2 separate regions of the Triticum aestivum genome follow, and region 1 is linked to region 2. Evidence: chromatin contacts called from public Hi-C data. All regions are on one chromosome and are shown on one strand. The core of a region is the stretch at or near the end of the contact, and the rest is flanking DNA. Distances in the headings are between cores, read along the strand shown.

Region 1 (5,854 bases), core at 3,108-5,607, 270 kb after region 2:
CTAGTGCACAGCGTCCAGGCGCCGCAGTCGCTCCAATGCTCGCCGCCGCTGCCGCCGCCGCAGCCAGCATCTTACTGCCGATGTGAAGTGGAGAGCCGGGAAGGTGGAGGGAGGAGGAAGAGAGAGGAGGAGACGAGAGGGTGCTAGGTTCGGTCGGCTCGGGAACGCACGTCGCGTGCGGTGCGGGAGGAGACGCGCACAGGATTGGACGAAGAGTCAGCCAGGCTGCCAGGCCCCTCTCTCCAGTGGCCGACGAGACGCAGCCTCTCACCGCAACTAATACACCAGACAGACACATGGGACCAAAAGGAAATGAGCCCCACCGGCCATATGCCTACGCAGCTGAAACGAACGTGCACACCCAGCCGCACGACGCACGTCTCCCGCGTAGCGGCGCGTCAGGAGTCGCTGAAAATGGTTCACCCAGCCAATCAGGTAAGAGGCCGAGCCCACAGGTCATCCTCCCATGTGAATCCACCGTGCGGTCAAAACGAATGAAAATTCTAGCAAAGATCCAACGTCAATGAAGCCAAGAAAGACCAGTTTGACCAGCATCCAACAGACGAAATCGAAGCAAATTGAGGGAGCATTCTGGAGCCAACCTTGTAGGTTAGAATTTCACAACATAACACTTTTTTCTTTCTTTTTTGCATGGATCAAATTTGAATTTCACTTCTGTGAAATTACAAATTACAAGAAGGCGCCGTTCACGAAGGCAACCATTCCTGATTTCAGAAGCCCACCACCACCCTCCACTCAAAGTGACACATCACCATCTGAACTAAAGGCTTGCAAATACTAGTCCAAATCAGGTCATCGAGCGACCCAGCAAATATGGTTTCATTACAGTAAAATTGCAAAAGCAATAAGCCCATACATAACAAAGGTCAAAGTCGGACAACAAACGGATGCTTCCGTTATGCAGACAGGCAAAACTTCGATGCTCGCTGATGCTTTACAGACTTGTATTTGTATAATTATGAAGCCAATTGTATCATATTTGGTTCAAAGATATCATCAAAGCCCAGTTCATGAATAACAGGAAAAGAAAAATAACTCCATTCACTTGCTTCAGTTAGCTCCAGCTCATGACACATGGTTGAGCATTTGTCGTCTCACAACGCGATTTGCCTAGTAAAAAGAACAAGAATAGACCATCATTGGAATTGTAAAGGAATTGCAGTAACCATGTATGTACTCTTCAGTGGGTTATTGGATTACTTGAAGGTGGCAAGCGGTGATCCTGCAGTCGTGAAGTAGTCAGACAGATCGATATTCAGGTCGTCGTACATGCTCAGGAATGGATGAGCCTGGACATCGGAGGCAACAGATACAAGAAATGGATCAAGATCAGTCAGCCAGCTAATGATGCTTTCAGAAGAACATACAAAATTGCGAAGCAAACAGAAATTTCCTTACTGATAGGGTTTGGGCAGATGACCTATCTGCAGCATTTTTTTGGATACTGAAATCCAAAAGGAAATAACAAAACAGATATTAGCCTTCTTTCGGACACTGATGTTCCATAAATAAATAAATAAAAGATCAATTACTCTGCCCACAGATGAGATGAGAGAAAAACAAAAAATATCTGGAAGTTCAGATAATACGTGTCTGCAAGCATATAATGGTATTGTACCTAAGCTCATACTTTAGAGCTCTAGATCTAAAAATTGCAAATATTGCCCGAGTAACATTGATTAACAAAGGGGGTTCAATGGAGAAGCACAAATACCAAGCAGAAATGAATGAACAGAACTCTGGTGAAAACTGGTCTGATGGTGCAGAAGGTGATGGTTGGTCGACAACAGCTTCAAGAAGTTCATAAAAGCTTTCACGAGGAGGATATGGGAAATTGCCAGTGGCACATTCCAGCATAACTAGGCCCAAGCTCCAGATATCACTCAGATGACCATGTTTCTGCCCACTGATTCTTTCAGGCTGTCAAGAGTATACATTTTACACTGGTTAGCTGAAACAAAAAAATTGGTGAACATCTTTTCATGCCACACTGGAAGGCATGTCTACATAATTTAAACAAACTTTCACTCACCGCCATGTAGTTAAATGTGCCAGTAAATGTATCTCGCTGTGCAGAAGAACTAGAAATGATGGCACTAACACCAAAATCTGATATCTTTACTTCACCCCTATGATTTATCAATATATTCGATGGTTTCAGATCTCGGTGTATAACGCGCTTCTCATGATGCAAGTACATCAGTCCTTTCAACACCTGCACAAGGAAGTTGCAATTGTCAATTGAAAAGGTCCATGTCATTTTAAGGTGACAATTCTGATAGCAAACAAAAAAGTAGGGAAAACTATGTGGTTGATTGTGTGACATTTCACTGGCCTGCTTACAAATTGCAGCCAGGTAGGCCTCTGGAACGGTTCTAACAGCCTTGAGGAAATCAGCGAGAGAGCCACCATCCATGTACTCCAAAGCAATAGAAATAACACCATTGACATAGAAACACTGATAGCACGTGACAACATACTGGCACTGTGTAAACAAGCTTATTTTCAACTCCTGGGCCATCTGCTTGCGTATGCTCTCCTGAATATTGAGCTGTATAACCTGCAGGCATGACAACATACACCAATGGAGGTGAAGACCCTTTGTAACAGATATGTAAAATAGCAGAGAGGATAGTTACAGAAAGAAGTTGAAGGAACCAAAAATGCATAGCAAAGATTTAAAGAAGAAGCATCAAATAATGTATGTTTGAGACAATACCTTGAGAGCAAAAAACTGGCCAGTCCATTTGTGGCGCACCAATTGCACGGTCCCGCTATTACCTTTCCCGATCACTTTGATTGAATCTAGATCGTCTATGCTCAACTGATGATTATTATCCAAAGGCTTGATACGAGGAGCCTAGAGAAGTCGTGTATGTCAACAGAAAGAAGGTGAGACAAAGACTAGATAAATGAAGAGTATAATAAGTTCAGAACAGGAATGCAATTAGACAATTCTCAAAACAAAAATGGGTGCAGAGAACACTCTTCCAGTATAAGCAAGTGAGCATGAGCATTTCCGGATAAATATGACCAACCACTGGATGCATGATAAATGGCATCAGTAATAAACTGCATGTGAGGATATCCCCACATGAAAGATGACCGCATGTATTCCACCACCTAAGGGAAATAAAATAAATCCTAAATAGTAAATAGTAGTACTCCCATCATTTTTCCTAAAAAGTTATTCTGAAATTAGGGGATAGGAAACCCCTGCTCCCTGCCCTCTGATCCAATCAGACGTCCCACTTTTTTCTGCTCATGTATGCAAGGCCACTATCAAAAATATTCCCTCCGTTCCTAAAGATAAGTCTTTTTTAGAGATTTCTGTATGGACTACGTATGGATGTATATAGACGTATTTTAGAGTGTAGATTCACTCATTTTGTTCCGTATGTTAGTCTATATTGGAATCTCTAAAAGAGACTTATATTTAGGAATGGAGGGAGTAGAGTTTTACTACATCTATACAAGGCCGCCATCTCTTCTTGAGAAGAAATGATTAGATTTTTGCCTGAATGGCTGGTCTGAAAAAGGGACATAATAATTTTTGACCGAAAATAAAATAAAATCAAAATTAACGATAGTGCGTATCATTATTTTTCCTAAATCGTTGTTCTGAAAAGGTAACCACCGGAGGACAGGAACCCGCTGCTTGGCACCTGCTGCCAATCCAATCACGCATCCGGAAAGAAATTTTAAATCTGTTGATGACATCAACGAAATTACAAAAAAACAAAAAGAACAGTACAGGCTGTGTACCAATCTGCCAGCCAGGCCCAGCCCTGCGTGTCCAGGACAAGATGGGTTGGGGAATTTTAATTTTGGACCTAGGGGGGGGGGGGGGGGGGGGGGGGGGGGGGTGCCTGACCGGGTTGAGTGGGCCGGCTTACCTCGCCTTCCTCGCTCTGCGGGACGATGCGGAGGCCGTCCTTGTTGACGAGCAGGTCGCCGTCCTTGAAGGTCCCGCTCTGCGTCCTGCCCCGGTGACCACAACCGGAATCGAACCGATCAGCACGGCGACGCGCCCGAAGAATGAATGAATGAATGAAAGAAAGAAACGGGCAGAAGAGGGGTGGGGGCGGCCGGAGCTTGATTGCTTACAGGAACTTGCCGATGGTGGAGTCCTGGGAGGGCAGCGCGAGCTTGCCCGGCTTCTTCATCGGCGTCGGCGGCGGCGCCCGGCCGGCTCGCTCGTGGACGGACGGGACGGGCGCGGGCGGACGGCCGGAGCTTGCTAGGTGGAGAGGGGGGACGCGGAAGGTGGGGGGAGAAAAACGGCGGGTGGGGGTTGCTCTGCTTTGCTGAATTGCTGTGCTGCGCTTGGCTGGGCTGGTGACGAGCGACGAGCGACGAGTCCTGGTCCACCTCGTCTGCACTTTGACCTTTCTTCGCTGTCAAATTGCGCATTACGGTACCACGTAATTCTACGGATTAAATGGCTGGCGCAATGGGGACAACACTCGGGCACGTGCGTGCCCCGTCAACGGCTTGGTTGGAAAAACACATATACTACGAGCAAGTACACATTGTACACACCGCTCGCCTCGGTAAGGTGAGGTGTGAACAACGGCTAAGGCTGGTCATAGTGGGGAGTAACTTGGAGTAGTAACATGCATACATTACTACTCTATGTTACTACTTTTATAGTGGGAAGTGTCGTATGTGTAGTAACATACACATGTTTATTTATTGTCTTGTAGACACATTTTGCATTGAAAAACGCTATGTGATGGTAACATATTAGGTTACTCTATTTGCCTCTTTCTTCATTAACTATTTGTCACATCATCATTTTTGCTTATGTGGCATCTATGTTACTACCACTATGAGCACCCTAAACAAAGAAAGCTTGGTAGTAATAGTAGCACACACCGTTCTCAAAAAAGAGAGGGAGAGAGAAAGATGGGAGTAGGACTGCAGCGTCATGTCATCTTTGGATTTTATTACACGATGATCCGGTTTTTCCCTTGTGCTTGCAGAGACGGATATAGGACAGAAATGCTTGCAAAATGTTTCAAGCCACGGACGGCCTTTTTCTTCTTCTTTTGGGGTCCTTGTGAAACATAACGCAAAAGCCCGTACACAGGAAAGAGAAAAAAAAAGCCTAGTGTGATTTTTGAAACTTTATGACGTGAACTATGTGCGATCGTCCACGGACTTTTGTGGATTTTCTCTGGACGGGAAGGGCGTCGACATCACCCTGTTGCTGGCCCGCTGATGCAACTACTCCCTATGTAAACTAATGTAAAATTGCTTGCCATACGATTCATTTCTATCTCTACTACGTATCTCTTATACTCCCTCCGTCCCAAAATAAGTGATTCAACTTTGTACTAACTTAGTATAAAGTTAGTATGAACTTGAGTCACTTATTTTGGGACGGAGGGAGTACTACTTAAAAAAACGTCATTTCAAAAAAAACTTAAAAAGAACATAAGCTTCCCATGTTTACTTGCCTTCTGAACCAATTCTACTTTATTTTACTTACCAAACTTTTAATCAAAATATAAAGTAATTCATAGTCAGAATTTGATGAACATTTATCTACACAATCATATTATTATTGACAGATAAATCATAAGCTAACGTACTATAATATATATATATATATATATATATATATATATATATATATATATATATATAGAGAGAGAGAGAGAGAGAGAGAGAGAGATGAAAAATCCTTTCTACCATCGCTTGTAGTTACCACCATCCCCACTGCCATTTGATTGCATCAAGATCTGTGCCTGTCGTGGGCACTATAAAATCTATGCCCGATCAGTTTGTTGGACTGAGCTTCCGAATTTTCTGGGTCGCCCCACCTTTT
Region 2 (6,281 bases), core at 1,126-3,625:
ACAGATGACCATCATTTATAGGTATAGTATATAGTGGACCATACTTCAGAGCATTTCAGTATGGTTTCATGAATGCATCACTAATTCACTATTCATATCTCTTTGACGGGATCTGTTTCTTTAACTTGGTACTTATTTATGTTATTGTAACTAGAAACAGTTACATATCGCGGTATAGAAGATGTTTCTCAGTCCATATCCATACTCTGATATCCACAATCAACAACTGTTTATATGTCGGAAAATACCAATAGTACACATAGAGGCAACAATGTACAGATGTTTCCGTTCACTTACCTTAAGAAATTTCTGCGTAGATTCCGAACATTATATCCCACTCCAACATCTCCACTAACAAGACGTGGGTTCCACATGACAAGAGGTCTTATCTTCAGTGGATTAAAACTGGAAGTTATTTCAAGATACCATATTGAGTGGAACATATATACAAATGATAATAGTGATGTACAGACTGTTGAACAAAATACAAGATGTGAACATAGATGGATGTGCTTGGGCAAATGAAAAATGCCATGCGATGGATATGCTAAGCTGATGTGCAAATGAATATAGATCCTACAAATATACATGCATGCAAAAATGACCTGTAAATACACATGCTGATCCTATCCTACCAACTTTGCTTGCGACACAAAAGACGGAATTCATTTTCCTTACTGTAAATTAATGCACATGTATCTGCCAACATTGAAAACTTGATCAGGCATAAGTTACATACGGGATCATCAGCGAGTTGAGATGCGATGCGTTCAACAGATTCAAGCATCTGGTGGTCAGGGATAATCATAACAACAACTCCGTCATCAGTATCAACTGGCTTTCGGTCGCTAAGACTGCCAATCAAGATAAGAGAATAGAAAGATTTTAGATCCACAAGAAATCTCATGGTAATCATCTTTTATGCCTTCAAGATAGAAGCAACTAATAACATCTAATTCTCTAAAGAAACTCAAATTGGTCCACATCTTGTCCTATCCTGTGAACCTGTCTAGTAAAATATGATACCCACGCCACGAATCATTTGGAGAGAATTTACTGGAAAGATCTTAGCAACAAAACTAATGTGCTTCACTGTAAATACTGCTGCATGTAACACGAATAGAAAAATGAACCATTACATATAACATATGCAAAAAATTTGAATACCACTGTGACTGCGCTACTGGAAGTAAGGTAATACCTAGCACACTTGAACTTTGCATCTTTCCACTGGTGCTTGAGAAGGGCAGCCACTCCAGCGTCAGGGAAGACGGCCTTAACTACCTGCGGTAGACAGACAGCAAGTTGAATGTAAAGAACATATACCCAAGGGACTTAAACGACAAGATTCACAATCAATGGGGGGCCTTCAAATCAGGGGCATCTCAGTCAGATAGAGATAAAAAAGGGAGGCAACTGGGCATTTAAAAATCTGTGTGGGTGATGAAGTTGGTCATGCAACTGCAGATGGATCAGACAGAGCAAAAGTTGCATTTATTTATCGCTAAATGACCTTGCATCCAAAGTCCAAACCTGGCCGGTCTCTTCCGCGAGTGTGTCGAGGAGTATCCTCGACAGCGCCCAGACCTCAGCCTGCGCTCCTTCCTGGTTGAGGAACTCCAACTGAGGGATCAGCAGCTCTGCCTACAGCAATGATGATAACACAAGAACGGATCATCAATGGTGAGAATGTGATAGGAGAATATAATGGTGGATGGAACTTGAACATTGAAACTGTTCCATTCCATGGCGTTCCAAGTAAAAAAAATGCAGAGATTTCACAGCAGGTTAAGTAAGGCTGAACCAAACTGTCAGATCAGTGTGTACATGGGCAATTGGAAACGTACAATTCCTCGCATGCCGCCGGAGTTGACGAAATCGGCGCTCGCCTTCCCCGACTGCCATATCGCGCCCTCCAGATCCGACGGCAGGCAACTGAAACCACAGAGACATCGAGAAACAACGCACGCTGTCAGTCAGACGCGCCGCAATCCAAAGCAACGCGGCGGCGTTTCCCCGAGCCGGAAGCGTGCCTGACCTGTCGTCCTCCAGCACCGCCTTCCCCGCCGCGCCGTCGGCCTCCGATGTCGCCGGCGCAGTCGGCCCGGCCTCCGTGGGAGCGTCGGCGGCGTCGAACTTGCCGAACTTGGCTTGGGCCGGGGTAGGCCCGCGGCGGACGCGCAGCCGCACCGCAGGGGAGGCTGCGACGGCGACGGGCGAAGGCGCGAGGAGCTGGCGGGGGAGAGGATGGGAGGGGCGCGCGTACTGCCGCGAGAGCAGCGCCGGCGAGGTCGCCATTGCTTCGTGCGGCGCAGGGGAGAAGCAGCACGTGGCCGAGCTGTGACTGGCTGCTCCCCCGTGCTGCGTGGATAACGGTGGGTTTGCTTCGGAAACGGGATCGCCGTCCGATGGAGAACTGAACGCTCCAGATTGTTTGGAATGGTTTAGTCCCGTGAAAGTGTGAGGTGTATGGTTTAGCTTTGGGGTGTGGATAGGTGTCGGTGGATTTAACCAAGTCTCGATCAAGTCGCATAATATAAAGAAATAAAATAATTTTTTTATAGGAATCTCAATGTAAGATCTCACAAGTATGGCATCAACTGAGACATAACCAAGTCTCAGTCGACTGAGATTCAGAAAGACTGTTAGACTATAGATTCTGTTTGGCATTTGTCAGTCAATTTGCGTTTCAGCCGATTCTTGCATGCCCGCTATTGCCCTACGACCTTCGTCGACCCGAGCTCCCCATTACCGGCTAAACCGCCATCCTGCCATATCTGAGCCGCCACTGCCCTAGCCGTCACTCTAAACATCCCCTCCCCCCTCTACGGGCGCCCGCACCGGTCAACCTCCACCTCAGCTTTGCCAACGACCCCATGATCGGCCATGTCATCCCTATACCCCGGTGACCCCAACCCCCTCCATCACAAGCACACACACCGATCAACCTCCGCCTCGGCTTTGCAGCGCGGTGACCCCAACCCCCTCCACCAGAAGCACACACACCGGTCAACCTCCAACTCGGCTTTGCCAGCGACCCCATGGTCGACCGTGTCATCCCCATCTCCGGTGACCCCAACCCCCTCCACCACAAGCACACACACTGATCAACCTCCGCCTTGGCTTTGCCAGTGACTCCATTATCAGCCGTGTAATCCCCATCTCCGACTCATTTCTCGGGTCGCCCTTACCATGATCAGCCGTGTAATCCCCATCTCCGAGTCATTTCTCGGGTCGCCCTTACCGACGATGACACAACCGCCCATGTCATCCCCGCCCCCAGCTCCAGCTCCAGCTCCACCTACCAAAATCAACTTACAGGCCTCTCATTTTCAGGCAACTAGAGAATATCAAATGCATTATCATAATCCTATTTGTTGAACCGACTTTTTGTGTATTTTGGTGTTCGTTTGATCCCTTTTTTTACTACTTTTGCGGCTGATTTTCGACATCAGATTACAAAAATAAGCACTTCGCAAACTGAGAGGCGTAGTGTGCACTCGTCTACTCCCTCTGTCCCATAATATAAGATGTTTTTTAACACTACACTAGTGCCAAGAAACGTCTTACCTTATGGGACGGAGGGAGTAGCTTATAATCAGAATGAGAAAGAAGTATATCTATCTTCACATGATTATCTTTAAAAATTCTACTGAGCAGTTACAACTTACAAGCCCCATTGGAATCTTGATACACACTGAACTGAACTGTATTACAAATTGTAGCCATTCATTCTGAGTATATCTGTGAACCTGTGGTATTGTCCATCCGGCCATTTCCGGATGCAGGAGCAACCAAAGATGCATGATAATATCACACCCTGGCACTATATTTCTAGTTCAGTTGTTGCAGGCAGTTGCTGTGCTCTGCATTTCCTTGCTGGTCGCAAACGACTTGCCGCACCCGCACGTCTTCGTCGCGTTTGGGTTCTGGAAGTTGAAGCCGCCCCCGATGAGAGCGTCGCTGTAGTCCAGCTCCATTCCAAACATGAAGAGAAGGCTCTTTGGGTCACAGACTGCAGGCGCACAAAATATATTGTCTCGTTAGAGTTCCGGTAGACCAGGTGGGTTTGGCCTGAATAAACAGAATGGGTTGTCACATGTACTTGTGATCAACAGCCTGTGGACTATTTCAAGCCTTCCAAGGATTTATTTGGAATGCAAAAGTGTTACTCTAATCTCGAGCACAAATGCAAATCCATGTCCTCTCAAACGAATATACAGTCAAGGCAAAGCAGTTACCTATTGTGAAACCCTCATACTCGATGACTGAATCGTCAGGGTTGGCGCTTCCTCGGCTCTCAAACTCCATGGTGTAAGACATGCCAGAACATCCACCTTGTTTAACTCCAATCCTCAAACAGAGATCTTCATTCTTTTCGGCCCTCATTCTGTTCAGATGCTTCAGGGCCTTCTCTGTCAATGAGATGGCTGGTGCAATGCTACCAGGCGTTGCTGTTGCAGCTGCTGCAAAGTATGGTAAACGATTTTACTATGTTAATGCTGAACAAAACTTGTCTGAAATTCTTTCTAATTCTGCAGCATTTGCATGAAGCATCTAAAATCCCGAAAATCGTAGGATATATCTGACTATCTTGTAGCCATTAAATCTTCAGTGTTTCCTCAACTATTCCCTTGCTCATGCAAGACAGATGAACCGATGAGTGATGTAGGATGACTGGAAGGACCAGGTTATTGAAGCCAACTAAAATAATCTTGTTCATCAGTTGTGACACATTTCTAAAAATATATAAGTTTACAAGGAAAGAACTTATAAAGACAACATCTTTGCTTAATCCCCTTGGATGGATAGGGATAATGCAACCAAGGCCTAAGTACCTAACTACTCCAGATAGATACAGATAGCTAGACATATGCATACGGCATGCCAGATACAGCATATAACGATCAAACAGATGTATATAATTACACTATTACCTATATAAAGATTTTATCTGGTACAAACAAACTCCAGAATAGCACAGAGAAGAAAACAGAAACATGCCACACACGTAACGTAACTGCTTTCCCACCTGATAGGCTGACACTGCAACCAGAAATAGGATTGTCCAGGAGCATGTCTCTGCTTTACCCATGTTATCTAAACTGTTTAATATTAGGGGCAGTGGACGGAAGATCTACAATTAGGATGGGGTCGCTCTGATTACAAGCCTAGTGGGGACAACCACCAACAATACATGGACAAATTTGCCACACACGGTACTGAGCAGGCAACCAGCAGCTCACTCAGGCAATACAGGCCAGGCAACGCCATCAACTACGCGTTCAGCAAACTCCAATCGAGACAATTTTCAGCCGCCTGAATCAAGATAACGAGGCGCACCACCGCTACATCAAGGTCAGCCCCTATGGCCATCGCTGCATACTGTATTTCTCACGGCAGGCAGCTACGCATCATCAATCCGGCTTCATTTTACCGGCTCTCGCAAATCACAAGAACAAAAGAGGCCCGGCAAAGGGATTCGATCCGAATCCTTCCAGCCCAAAACGATCCTACGTATTTCAATTTAAAAATATGCGCGGAGGAGAACGTCTAACATCTGGTTTGACCACGGACCTGGCGGCGCGGAGGCGCGGAGGGAGACGGCGCGGGAGCCCCCGCTGCGGGCGGCGAATCGGACGGAGGACGCGGGCGCGGAGGGCGAGGGGGAGACGGCGAGGTGGGGCCGCGCCGTGCCGGGGAGGCGGCCGAGGAGCGGGCGGGCCGTGGTGCCGGATGCGAGCGCCATGATTGGAAATCGGGTGGGGCTGGGGAGAGAGAGAGGGTGGGGGAAAGCAACGACGACGGCGAGAGAGAGAGGGAGGGAGCGAGGAAAGATCCTGTGGCTGGCGGGCCGCCCCGATTTCGGTGGCTTGTGGGCTCGGGGCTCTCTGCGGTCCACAATTATGTATATTTTCGAGATGGACTTTTACTAACTTAATTTGAACAGTTCTAAAAAAAACTAACTTCATTTAAACAGAATTATACAGTTGATTCACTATTTTTGTAGCAACCATTTGACTTTATTATTGATTAATAAAAATGCTATAATGTCCCGACAAGAATGGTAACCATGGATTGAAGCAACTTAAGTAAACAAAGAACAGCAAAAAGTTGCATCAAACTAAAAATTACACCAAGATCCCTTTGCTCTGGTTCCTTTGCTCTGGTTGTCAATTCGTTGCAGGGCGGCTGGAGACTCGGAGCTCTTGTTGTGCCGATTTCCTGCAATCTTGCATGTGTTGTTTCTTCTCTCAACTACATCCTCTTCAATCCCATCA

What was found. A called contact is a pair of places that touch in the nucleus more often than the background predicts.
Region 1: a contact with region 2 is called in a Hi-C map of leaf, with 5 times the contacts expected there. The contact joins the promoter of LOC123088038 here to the promoter of LOC123088036 in region 2. A contact is called at or near these places in 2 of 5 Hi-C or Micro-C datasets (both in leaf).

Annotation. Positions count from the first base shown.
Region 1 is chr4A:673,595,339-673,601,192 of IWGSC CS RefSeq v2.1, forward strand. LOC123088038 (mitogen-activated protein kinase kinase 2) reads right to left here and starts at 4,358. Exons shown (of 9, transcript XM_044510186.1): 1 at 4,129-4,358; 2 at 3,918-4,002; 3 at 2,741-2,881; 4 at 2,357-2,581; 5 at 2,054-2,236; 6 at 1,736-1,941; 7 at 1,420-1,465; 8 at 1,222-1,310; 9 at 839-1,131. The coding sequence starts at 4,187. The coding sequence ends at 1,116.
Region 2 is chr4A:673,323,297-673,329,577 of IWGSC CS RefSeq v2.1, forward strand. LOC123088036 reads right to left here and starts at 2,376. Exons shown (of 9, transcript XM_044510182.1): 1 at 2,039-2,376; 2 at 1,848-1,935; 3 at 1,534-1,644; 4 at 1,202-1,284; 5 at 740-854; 6 at 298-389. The coding sequence starts at 2,298. It overlaps LOC123088037 (iron-sulfur assembly protein IscA, chloroplastic), which reads right to left and starts at 5,864. Exons shown (of 3, transcript XM_044510185.1): 1 at 5,578-5,864; 2 at 4,242-4,463; 3 at 3,605-4,015. The coding sequence starts at 5,749. The coding sequence ends at 3,840.